3 separate regions of the Mus musculus genome follow, and regions 2 and 3 are each linked to region 1. Evidence: chromatin contacts called from public HiChIP or PLAC-seq data. All regions are on one chromosome and are shown on one strand. Each heading gives the region's core, a stretch centred on a gene start, on an enhancer-like site or on the middle of the called end of the contact. The rest is flanking DNA. Distances are from core to core; before and after follow the strand shown.

Evidence for each region. HiChIP or PLAC-seq counts read pairs in DNA pulled down with a chosen protein or histone mark.
Region 2: a contact with region 1 is called in a FOXA1 HiChIP or PLAC-seq map of pancreatic cancer cells. The contact joins two enhancer-like sites. A contact is called at or near these places in 2 of 115 datasets of contacts at active chromatin or transcription factors (embryonic stem cells and pancreatic cancer cells).
Region 3: a contact with region 1 is called in an H3K27ac HiChIP or PLAC-seq map of embryonic stem cells, with 3 times the contacts expected there. The contact joins the promoter of Gal3st4 here to the enhancer-like site in region 1. A contact is called at or near these places in 5 of 39 promoter capture datasets (cranial neural crest, embryonic stem cells, liver and 1 more), 11 of 115 datasets of contacts at active chromatin or transcription factors (acute myeloid leukemia, astrocytes, embryonic forebrain and 7 more) and 2 of 9 other capture datasets (adipose tissue and liver).

What each region holds. Positions count from the first base shown.
Region 1 is chr5:138,693,536-138,697,510 of GRCm38.p6, forward strand. No RefSeq gene overlaps it. Among named protein-coding and RNA genes, the nearest start is that of Fam20c, 60 kb to the right of the region's middle. Within about 2 kb of position 1,401, at least 98 of the 459 cell types and tissues checked have an H3K27ac peak or open chromatin away from gene starts, as enhancers often do. A contact at or near this core is called in acute myeloid leukemia, embryonic stem cells and pancreatic cancer cells, where this site is marked.
Region 2 is chr5:139,088,167-139,092,328 of GRCm38.p6, forward strand. All of the region lies in intron 4 of Prkar1b (protein kinase, cAMP dependent regulatory, type I beta), which reads right to left. Among named protein-coding and RNA genes, the nearest start is that of Prkar1b, 40 kb to the right of the region's middle. Within about 2 kb of position 1,490, at least 7 of the 459 cell types and tissues checked have an H3K27ac peak or open chromatin away from gene starts, as enhancers often do. A contact at or near this core is called in pancreatic cancer cells, where this site is marked.
Region 3 is chr5:138,271,228-138,275,304 of GRCm38.p6, forward strand. Gal3st4 (galactose-3-O-sulfotransferase 4) reads right to left here and starts at 1,585. Exons shown (of 4, transcript NM_001347507.1): 1 at 1,505-1,585; 2 at 52-153. The coding sequence starts at 1,512. Gpc2 (glypican 2 (cerebroglycan)) reads right to left here. Exons shown (of 10, transcript NM_172412.2): 10 at 2,433-3,342. The coding sequence ends at 3,083. It also overlaps a transcript of Stag3 not described here.

The sequences.
Region 1 (3,975 bases), core at 151-2,650:
TCTGCCCTGTGTGGAATTCCTGTCCCCCCCTGGCTGCCTTTGAATCAAGATGTAGAATTCTTGGCTCCTCCAGCACCAGGTCTGCCTGGATGTTGCCATGCTTCCCACCATGATGATAATGAACTAAACTTCTGAAACTGTAAGCCAGCCCCAATTAAATGTTTTCCTTTATAAAACTTGCCTTGGCTATGGTGTCTCTTCACAGCATTGGAAACCCTAAGACAGTCTTTATGTTATTTTCCAATCAAAGCTATTTGGGAGTCAGTAAGAGGAAAGTGATTTCTGCACAACGTCTCAATTCCACATCATTGATTGAATCAATCTCTACTAATTGCCGTCAATACTCTCATCAACTGGAGGAGCCCGTGAGACTACTGTGGCCTGTGTTTTTTCACTGATGTCACTGATGAGTCTCACAGTGGTATCTCTGTCACATGACAGCCTCATGCTATGTTCATGTCTGAGAAGGGACAACTCCCCTTGTTATTCTCCAAAACAGCTTGTGTGGCCCGTTGAACCTTTAAACCCTGACAGAGCTCACCCACTCCCTGCTGCATCTCCACCTAGTCTGGGGACATCATTCTTTCCTCTGGAGGGTGTGAGGGTGTGACTGTCTCCAAACAAAGGCTCAGCTTTTCCTTCAGGGAGGTGGGGGGGAGGGAGTTCATTCCTGGGCTGTTGCTAGATCTAGGCTTGCATTAGTCTCTGTCTCAATGGCATGTGAAAGACACAAAAATCCTACCCAGTGTTAGCCAAGAAAGTAACAGCTCTGCCAGGCAAAGGCAACAGCTGCTTGGACTCCTGGGCTGTCTGTCACAGAAGACTATGTACTCAGGGCCTTAGCTGCCTTCCAGTGTGGATTGAACTGTGTAGATTCCATAACGTGGCAGGCACTCTCCTTCTGCCACCTGACCATGTGGCCTTGTTGGAGGGTCATGGTCACTTCCAACCACAACCAACCTCCCTTCTGCCCCTCTTTACCCTGCAAGTCCTGGGATCCTGGACAAGCATGGATTTCAAGACTGAACTGGTCCAGGAGAGACACACCCAGACAGTGTCCCCAGGTGACCTGGTGCCTCTGTGGAGCAGGCAGGAAGTGTTGTTCCCTAGCCACCCAGCCACCCACGGCCATCTGCTCGGCTCCCTGGAAACACCCCTGTGGTCTCCGTGATTACTCAGCAGTTTTGAGCTTCCTGTGTGGTGGGCCTGGTTTGTGTCTCTTTTTGCTCTGTTTGTTTGCTTTTTTATGTGTGTTTCAAAATTTCAAATGGTGCAGTGAAAAGGAATAGGAGGGATGGGCAGAACTCAGAATTATTGGCCAGTAAAGTGACTATCCACTAAGGCTAGGGATTTTCCCCCAGACTTCCTGTGGTGAAATTAACCCCCAGCTGTGAGACACAACTCTCTGGGAGCCAACTTAATCCCATTTTAGTGGTTAGAGGTGGGGCCTTGAGAGTAGAGTAGGATTTGATGTTGTCATTGGGAGGAGCCTCAGGCATGAATCCTCCTAGCTTTATAGGAACCTAGAGAGACAGAAGGAGTGCATATTCGTGTATGCACACACATATCCACACAGGGTGTTTTGCACCATTTGACCATGTGCACCATCTTGGGACTCCATATTGACACCAGAAAATGCTACTCTTAATCTTGTAACAAAGCCAGGACGAAAATAAACCTACTTATTGACCCATTCATTCATTCACTCATCCACTTGTTTTTGAGACAGGGTCTCTTGTAATTCAGACGATCCTCTGACTCCATATATATGGAAGGATGACCTTGAACTGCTGATTTTCCTGTACCCACTTCCTGAATGTTGGCAGTAACCACACTCGATTTGTCTTCTGCTGAAGATGCAAGCCAGGGTTCTGTGTATGTTAGGCAAGCACCCAACCAACTGACCTACATCCCCAGCCTAGTAAACCTGCCTTCATTCAAACCTATTCAATCTGTGGACAACAGAAATGGGACCCATGCCCCTTCTTCAGCTGGCCATTTGCAGGGATCCTTAAGAAAAACTGAGCTGCCACCTGTGTCTCTGACCCATAACTTAGACCAAAACCTGGAACTGATTCTCTTCTTTGGAGGCCATTCCAGTTCTCCATAGTAGAACTGGATACCCATTATGAGTCTGCCTCGAACTGCCATCACTCTCTCATCTCTGGGGATGAACATTGCTCAGTTGCCCCTTGCCTCTGGCTTCACCTTACTAGCTATAAAGGGACCAACTTCTCCTGGCCTAAGCAACACAGTCTCGGGGCATTCCTGGGCCCCAGGGATGCTGCTTCATTTTTAGAGAGATCTCACTTACCTCAACTAACTCAATCTAGAAACTTCTTCATAAACATACCCAGAGGTTTTTCTTCAAGGTGATTCTAGATCCCGTCTAACTGGCATTCAATAGTATAGTATACTGGTCAAGGAGATATATATATATATATACATATATATATACATATATATATGAATGAAGTAAGTGAGTTTATTGAGGTAGCTTGCGGTCTGTGGGCCACCTAGTCCAACAATGATAGTCTACTAAGGGAAAGTCTAAGAGCCCTCCTGTACTTGTTCAGTCCATGAGGCTAGATTTCTCAGCTGGTCACCAGAATCCTGGAGAAATAGGCTCTAACGCCAGCGAAGGGATGGACTTTCCAGCAAGAGCGAGGGCAAGCAGGCAAAGAGCAGGAGCTTCCTTCTTCTATGTCCCTTTTACAGGCTGCCAGGAGAAGGAATGGCCCGCATTCAAGTCGGATCTTCTCACCCAAAAGATTCAGTGTAAAGGTGGGTCTTTCTACTTCAGATGATTTAATTAAGAAAAATCCCTCACAGGTGTACCCAGCCATTTGGGTTTAAGTTAATTCCAGACACGGTCAAATTTGACAACCAAGAACAGCCACAAGTAGAGAGCATCCTTGTCTCTGCAAAGGGAGAACACGGGTTATCTTCAGTCCAGCATCCCCGCAATGGTATGTCAGCATATGCACACACATCAAGACACTGTTGGATGACCTGCTTACACCCACCCCCCAGAAGTGTCATGCCTTAGAGGGTGTGGCAGAGTCAAACATTCGGATACCAGAACAGGGGCTCTAGATTCGACAGTTGTAGCCCCAGTAATCCTAGAACTTAGAGGTGGAGGCAGGAGGATCAGGAACTCAAGGTCTTTTTGAGCTACATTATACCCTTTCTCAACAAAACTTGCCACAGGGTAAAAGAGTTTTAGAAGGCTAACTGAAGTTGATGTCACATAAATATTCTTGAGTTGCTTGAAACAGAGACATACCTTCAGAACCCAGATATGTCAGAGACCACATGCAGGCTCCCACTCTCCAAATGACCCTTCAGGCACAGTGGTTCCTGGAACCATGAGAGGTTCTAGAGTCGGTCTCCCTGGAAGGATGTCTATTCTAGAGACTCATGTCCTTGCTGGTTCACTCCTCCAAAGTACGGGCCGCCCCTGTCACCGTGTTCATAATATGAATGTGTGACTGAAGACTTGTTTATTTGGATTATTCAGACAGGCAGGTCCAGGCTTGCATCTGCCACAGAGAGACCTGGGCTTCTGAGGGCAGCTAGTTGGAAGAACACGGGATTCATCCCTGACTTCTGCTTCCCTTATTGCTTTTACCCTGGGGCTTTCCTGGGGCCTGCCTCAGACAGTTCAAACCCAGACACATAGCGCTGATCTGGAAGGGGTTCTCTGAAATGCACTGGGCCATAAGGTAAGGAATAACTGGCTACCGTTCAGGGATCCTGGTAGTTGTTCTGTGTCTGAGAGCCAGGATCTCCATGGACTAGGTCTCTGTGGCAGTGCAGGGCCCTCAATGACTCAAGCTGACCTGGTCCCATGGAGCAGAAGGCAATGCTAGGAGCTAAGGTCCTGGGCCTTCTCTGCATCCTGTATCTCAGGCAGAGGTCTTTTGGAGAGGACGTTCTACTCAGCACTCCCGGGACTCAAGCACTCAAGATTAG
Region 2 (4,162 bases), core at 240-2,739, 390 kb after region 1:
AACCTCACCTGGGCTACATAGTTAGACACTGTCTCAAAAACAAACAACAACAACAAAAGTATGGCAGGGTGCTGGTGAAAGATATCTCAGTGGTTAAGGGCACTGTTGCTCTTGCAGAGGACCTGGGTTCAGTTTCCAGTGCCCACATGACAGCTCACACCCATCTCCAGTGCAAGTGGATAGACTGCCCTCTTCTGGTCCACTCTAGCACTGCACGCATGTGCACAGACACACATGCAGGCAAAACATCAACCTGCCTAAACTAAAAATAAAAAGAAGAACCTGTGTATGACTTCCCACCCCGTTCCACACAACTGAAAGGATGGAGAGAACACAGGATGCCTTCCTTCCGTGCCCCCAGCCACGCACAGTGGCTGTCTGGCGAATACCTTAGAGGGTACAGTGTGAACCACAGTCCCTGGGGAAAGCCACACCCATTTTTGAAACTCCTGCAGACTCACTGATGAGGAAGAAATGCATGCGTGTGGTGAGCCGAGATGTCTTAGATCCAGAGCTGGATCCTGGGCTACTCAGCTCCTTTCACAGCAGGGAACTGCCCACCTCCACATCTGACCCCACATCCTTCTGACTATCAGGGAAACCCATCGGAATGTATTGATTTAGATCACAGATTCCACCAAAGGGAAATCTAACAATGTCATCACGTTCCTGTAACGTGCATGTCTGATGCTCCCAGCGCTGTACTCGAAAAAGCCCTGATGTATGACTTAGAAAATGTGCCAAAACCATTTCCATGTTGGAACACATTGCTCAAGGCAACTTGCATCTGTATTTTCAAGTCATGGTCACTCAAATTTGGTTCAGGATAAACTTATTATTCCTGTAATGTGTGTGCATGGGGTGGGGGGCATGTGTGCAATAAGTCTGTGTTTGCATGGTATGTGCTTTTGTGACATGGGCAGGCATGGGCAGGCCAGAGGTCGATGTCAAATGTCTCCTTCAATTGCTCACCACCTTACTTTGAGATAAGGTCTCTCATTGAACCTGGAACAGATTTCACTCTGCCTCCTGCAGCCCCTACACACACACACACACACACACACACACACACACACACACGGTGTCACGGTTACAGACATCAACACACCTAGCCTTTATGCAGTACATGGGATCCAAACTCGGGTCCTTATGAATACACCGCAGGCACTTTATCCACTGACTCATCTCCCCAGCCTTATTCTCTTTGAAGCGAGAACTGTTTTATACTGACCTGGGGCAGGACCTACTTCAGTGACCCAAAGGCTGGAACAAACCTTTCCAGCACTCACAGGTCAGTGACGAAGTGACAGGGACGGGCAGGTGAGCACGTGTGGCTCTGCACATTCCCGTCATTTCCTGGACACCCCACAATGCAGAACAGTGGTGGGGTGTGAGTCTCCCATCCAGAGAAGCAAAGGAATGAGGACCTTTGTCCCTCCAGTCCAGTAGCGAGTGGTTCAAGGTGGCAGGCAGGACACTGAGTCACCGTCCTTGTGGACTCATGCTAATGGTGGCTATAAAATTACTGCAAAGAGAAAAGGAAGCATGGCCACGTTCCTTGAGTGAGCCTGCCATTTTGCCAGCTCACCATCATTTCCACACAATTAAACCTTGATCTCCATGAAAGTGTCACTTTGGAAGTGTCTTCTGTTGTACAGGCTTACCACGGGCCACCAAAACTTCTCAGGGAGGAAACTGCTCAGAGAGACACTTTGATTCAAAACCCTGACTGCGGCCATTACCACATAGGTAATTAAAACCGAATCATGCTAAGCAAAGTAAATTAGAACGAAGGCTTTGGATCGGTGTGGAAGAAAGTTGGCCCCTGAGGTCATTAGCACAGGCAGGGCAAGGCAGTGAGGTGGCAGTGTGTCTGGAGGGCAGCGCATGCTCAGCGGGGTGCCTCTGTGTCTCCAAAGGTTTGAAGCACAACAGGAGACCAGGGATGCACACAACTGGGACAATGAGAGAAACCTGGTGTAGCCAGTCACTCATCTGGGGCCACACACCTGACTACCCAGCTCCTCTCTCCAGTGTCCAGCAGCACATCCAGGTTTGTGTGGCCAAAACCTGTCTGCCTGCCCCCTCTCCCCCACATCTCTATGCTAGAGGCTGCTGTGACTCAAGCCTCAGGCTCTGTCAACACCGCCCTAGCAGCAAAACTGTCAGTCAGTTTATAAACCATCCTGACTCAACCCACTGAAGCAAGACTAGCCTGCTAGCTCCCATGTCCCCCATGGCCTCCTGTCCTGTCCTGTCCTGTCCCATCCCTCCTTCATCTGTGTCTTCTATGATCCAGGTCCCTGATGACTCCCATGGTGACAATCATTAATACCTGTTACCCACAATCCTGCTCCCACAGATACCCACAAAATTTTCTCCCTCTTTTCCTCTTACTCCCTCCCTCCCCCTCTTCCTCTTTATCTCCCTCTCTCTTTTCTTCCCTCTTTCTTCTTCTTCTTTTTTTTTCCTTTTTTTTTTTTTTTTTTTTTTTTTTTTTTTTTTTTTTGTGAGACAGGGTCTTGCTATGTAGCTCAGACTGGTCCTTGACTGGGAGCAATGCCCCTGTCTCACCCTTCCAAGTAACAGGCATGGCTACCATGTTTTGTCTATTTTTCTTAAACTCTATGCTCCCTCACATGCTTTTAAGAGACCATCTCAAACACCCTATTACAAGCTACAAAGAGAAATAATTCACAGACTTGTAAACTGACATTTTAACTACCACATTGCTGTGCTGCTTAAAACCCAGGAATCGTAGGTCTGCACCAGTCACTGAGAATGCACTGGTACAGAGAGAAATGCACAAAAGCTGGGGCTTGTACACAGCTTCCTTTCTAACCACCACCGCCCCCAATACACAGCGCATCCTCATGTAAAATGATCTTCTCGCTCATTTTTCCCTGTAAAGGAATCTCAGAATGTTCTCCTAGTAACAGAAACCTCTCAGATTAAAAATTTTCAGACTTTTTAAGGCACTAGCCCACAATCAACAAAAAGAGAATATGCTGAAATTTAAATCTCTTCTTTTAGATTTTATTTATCTGTGCATGTGTGTGTGCATCTGTGGAGGTCCGAAGACAACCCATGGGGTCAGATCTCTCCCTTTACCACATGGATAGACTCCAACTCTAGGCACCAGGCTTGGCAGTGAACGCCTTTACCTGCTGAGCCATGTCTCCATCCTAGATAAATAATTATTAGATTTAAAAAGCATATACTGTCAACTGTTTGGAAACATACTAAATGGCAATGCATATCTTTACGTTGATTTCAATCATTTTTGTAGCACTAGTTGTGAATAACTTCTGAATTAGCATATAAAACAATGGGCTCATGCTAACACTTTTAAATATATATATATGTATGTATATATGTATGTATGTGTGTATATATATATGTATGTGTGTATATATATATGTGTATATATATATATATATATATATATATATATATATAATTGTTCACTCTTCTCCTATACCTCCTTCCCCACAACTTGCCTCCCCAATAGTCTCCCTTCTGCCTTCATGTCATGTATATTTAGACTTTGTATATGAGAGAAAATGTGGTATTTTGTCTTTCTCCCCTCCACCATACTATCTTCTTTTGCTCCTCCCCCTCCCCATGGTCCCTTCCCTCAGTCTGCAAAGTCCTGTTCTGCCTTTATGTCATCACACAGGTCAGCTCGTCAATGCGCCACTGTGCTGCCAGCTATATGCCATAGTCATACAGCCTATCTTGAGTCACCACGGCAGGGGACCAGACAGAGAGTGCCCCACAGGCTTTGTGGCTGCTTGGAGGCCACTGATGCCATCTGGCAGGTTTCAGTCAGTAGTTGGGCAGGGCCTTGCAGCACCTGGCTTTTACCTGGTTCTGTCCCCATCAAGTATGGTATAGCCACCTCTAGCCAGAAGAAAACAAGGGTTGGCTTCTGGCAGTGCTGTGCTCTTCAGAAAGAAAGACCTCTTTCCCTCTGAAGCCATCATTATCTGACCATTATTGGTGTCACCATTATCATGATGGCTGTTAACACCCCTATCATTGATACCATCTTCATCATCACCTTCATCATCATCACCTCCACTAGTATCACTACCATCATCATCACCGTTTGCATCAGCCCCACCATAGCCATCACTACCATCAGCACCACAATCCGACA
Region 3 (4,077 bases), core at 335-2,834, 420 kb before region 1:
TTGTGGGGGTGGGGTTTATAGTCAGAGAGGTAGGACAGGCTAGGGACTCACCTCCTCTGGAATGATCCCCCCAGGAACTGGAGGCCAAATCCAATGGTCATGAAGACTCCCAGAGCCACCCCCAGGCTCCGAGGCCTCCAGAGCCTCATGGTCCTGGCAGGAGACAGAGGGCCCATGTGTCACAAGGGAAGTGACATTAAATGGGGACAGAGCCAGGGCCAAGAGCCATGAGTGGCAGAGAGAGCTGGAGATGGCTGTACAGCCGTGGAAGGCACCTTTTGGAGATCAGGGGATCATTCCCCAGGCCTCCTTGCAGCCCTGGTTGAGTCTGCCCCCTGAGTTAGCAGAATTTTGCCTCTGTCAGCGTCTAGAAGGGAAATGAGGGGGAAGGAGAGGAGTCTAAGGAGCTTTTCTTCTTAGACCTGAGGCAGGGATGGGGAGTAGCCTGGTGTGTGTGTGTGTGTGTGTGTATACCTTCTTTATACTGGAACCTTGTAGATAACCTGGCATCTCTTCCTTTTGCTGCCAACCTTGTTTGTCCACTGCCACTTCCTGGCTCTTCAATTGTACTCACCCCCCTTTAAGCACTGGACATTTAACAGGGAAGGAGATAAAGCCAGGACCCAGATCTCAAATGAAACAGACAGTAAATGAGATTGAACCTGTTGGCTCATGATGATAACCTGGACTCACTGTCAAGCCTGGTCCTGGCTGCCTTCTGAGTCTCTCTGTCAATCACAAATAGGAATGAAGAGCCCCCCTTCTTCTGTAGCTAGTACAGGGAGAAACTTTAGGAAGGAATGGAGGACCAGATAGGAACAGGTTGGGTAACCCAGGAGGGACGGGGGCGGTGGACTTAGAGGAGTGCGTGGTGAGCCACTGTTCCTGCTGGCAAGGCTGCTACCTGCTCAGTACATGGAAGACCCTAAGGACTAAAAGGGGCTGATGGAGATGTGGGTCTACAGAGTCCCCATATACACCCCATCTCACTTCATAATCCTAGTTACCAGCACAGGCGGCAAGCAGAAAAGGAGGGGGGTTTTGATTAATTGATTCTTCTTTTCCGGCCTTAAGCTTCCTGATCAATTTGGAGTATAACTCCCTTTTTTCAGATCACACCCTATAATCAAAGATCAAGGTCCTCCCGACATTCTTAAACAGCCTCCTTTCCAGAACTAGCCAGGCTGACCCAAACGGAAAGAATCCAAGCTTGCTATCCAGAGGTCCGCCTCCTTCTGGCAGTATCCCTAGCTCCCTCCCTAACTCCCTCCCCGGAGCACAGCCCCTAGGATTCAGCCGAGAACTCACTCCTCTATCCGGGCTAAACTCGATATCCTACCATCCACCTCGAGCTCCTCATCCCAGCTCTCCCTCTGAAGTTTTGGTGAGTGCTGCATCTGTCTTCAGTCCTTTGTTAAGGGTCTTCTGTGAACCCCTCAAGTCTCCTTCCAGAAATTCAAAGGTCCCTCCACCGGTTCCAGCCTCAGCTTCTTTAGGCACTCACCAGGCCATAAGGAGAGCAGTCAGAAAAAACCAGGTCAGGCTCCCCAGCCACCGCCCGGCTCCTTGGATCAACTTGCCCCACAAACTTTTCTCAGCACCCAGACTCCTCCCCCTCTCCTCCCTTTGTCCCGCCGGTCCAAGCAGCCACTTGCTTGCTTGGGCATTGATCAGTCTCTCTGGGTCTCTTCCCCTCCCTGCCCCTTTACCAGTCCGCTGGGGAAAGATCGCCTAGACTGCCTTTGAAAGATGTCACTTCTACCCTCCTTTCAAGTAGGAATCAATTACATCTTTTTCTTTTGGCTTTCCACAAAACAAGAGATTTATTCAGGTGAAGAGACAGGGAGAGAGACAGAGAGGCTGCCAAGAAGAGCAGCTCTTGCCCTGAAGGCAGGAGCAGTGGTGTGTAATCTAAGGAGGCCTGGTGTTCTGCACATTTTACAGGGACTTCCTCATGTAATTTGTTTGATCTCCAAATTGTTTTTTAATATATTAAGATACTCAGACCTCAGGCTTGGGAAATACGGGGTTGTTCTTTAGAGCTGCTTGCTCCCAAGTGACAGACTCCAAGAGGCAAGAAGCAGGTAGAAATTGGGCCAGTTACAGATGCCCAGGGAAACATAGACTGGAGGAAAAGCACTTGTTGCACACGCGTGCGGACCCAAGTTCAGATCCCTTATAGCCATGTAAAGACACTGGGCTCGGTCACAAGCACATCTTCCCTGTGATTCCAGTGATATGGGAGGATAAAAGGATCACTGGAGCGTTCTGGCTGCCAGCCTAGCATCCGCTTTAGCCAGAATGCCAGTCTCTCCAGGGAATAAGGCAGAGAGATATAGCAAAACACGTCCTCCTCTGGTCTCTGGGAGTGTGTGCGGGCACGCAAACACACACACACACACACACATACACACACAGAGAGCCATACACGTGGTCCAATAAATTCTTTATTTACCAATAGACACTGATATGAACACTGAAATATGAAGTGGAAGTTTGTGATGGATGTGGATGGCAAAGGTCGCTAGATGGGTCCCTCCCCCCGCCCCATACTTAAGAAGCAGATGATTTTAAAAGAGGCAACAAAACTCAGGTTCTACCCTCCTTCCTGTTCTACTGTCAGCACCTAGCTTTATTAGTCCCTAACTCTCAATCCTCCTGCCTCAGCATCCCAAAGAATAATGGGTTTACAGGCAAGTGACATCACTCTCAGCTAGTTTATGTGTCCATTTTCAATACCAGGTACCCCCATGCCAATAGTACCATTCCTCCCCACTTTCAAGTTCCTTCAACCCCGTGTCCCACCCCCCACCCCATCAGTGAGCCCAAAGATTTAAAAGAGCTGAACCATCCTTCCTAAATAAATATCCCCAGTTCCCAAATGAAAAAATAAATATTATGAAACCCATCTACCTCCCACCCCATTAATTGGAAACTCCTGGATTTGGGGCCCCAGCCATTCACCCACAAAGTCCCTTTCTGCCCTCTCTGTAGCCCCCTTCCACTCCTCCTCATGCCTGGCTGAGGGAGGTGGAAGAAAAAGAGCCACTAAGCCTTTTGATGCTAGGGCGCCCCTCCCTCGTTATCGAAGTACAAGCAGGGTCAGGGCTGAGGGAAGGAGGAGGAGGACAAGTGGGGTATGGAGGCCAACAGATGACCCCAGATTCCTGCTTCGGCCCTGGTTGTATCTGGCACTGCCACTTCCTCCTCTCACTCCAAGACCGTCCCTTCGAGGAGGACGAGGTGGCCTTGGAGGCCTGGCTGGGGGAACCACAGGCACTGCCCCAGCTTTCCAGTCGTCTGCATACTGCTGTCCCCCTCCAGAGCCACTGGCATCTTCATCTGTGTAGATGGAGAGGATCAGAGGTAGATGGTAGGAAGGAAGAGCAAGAGATTTCAAATGGAAACTGAGATAAACCATAAGCACATTTTCATATATATGCGTGAAAATGTCAAAATGAAATCTATTACTTTGTATAGTTAATATAAAAAAAGGAGATTCAGAGAGGCAAGAGAAGGACACACAACTGTGAGCGGTGACAGGAATACCAGGAAGGAAACGCATAATCACACACCAGACAAGGAGATGGGAGAAGGCAAGGAGACTGGAAAAGACAGAGCAGAAGAAAAAAAAAAAAAGAGTCGATGGGGATGGCAAGCAGACAAGAAGCCAGAAAACAAAGGTAGAGAAAGGGGGATGGGGAGGGAGGAGGAGTTGGGAGCCAACCTAAGAAAAGTTGGATGTGCTTGGTTCTCTTTTTGGTTAATTTCACGGGTGGGGGTGGGGTGGAGGTGGGGCAGCCCAGTGACAGCACAGCTAGCTTCCCTGCCCCCAGTTCTTTACAATAAGTTTCCTCAGTGTTCTCTGTAGGAATGTTTGTGTCTCCCACCACAGTCAAGGATGGAGACCTTTGAGACAGGCACTTAAGGCTTAAGTGAATAGAAAAGAATGAAGCTAATTAATGTGGGGCGGGGATGAGGGGTGGAAGGGTGGCTAGTGGGGCAATGTGTGGGCCTCGAAGGGGGATGGGCAGGAGTGGAAGCACAGTTGGGGTGGTGTCAAGGAGCAATGGGAAG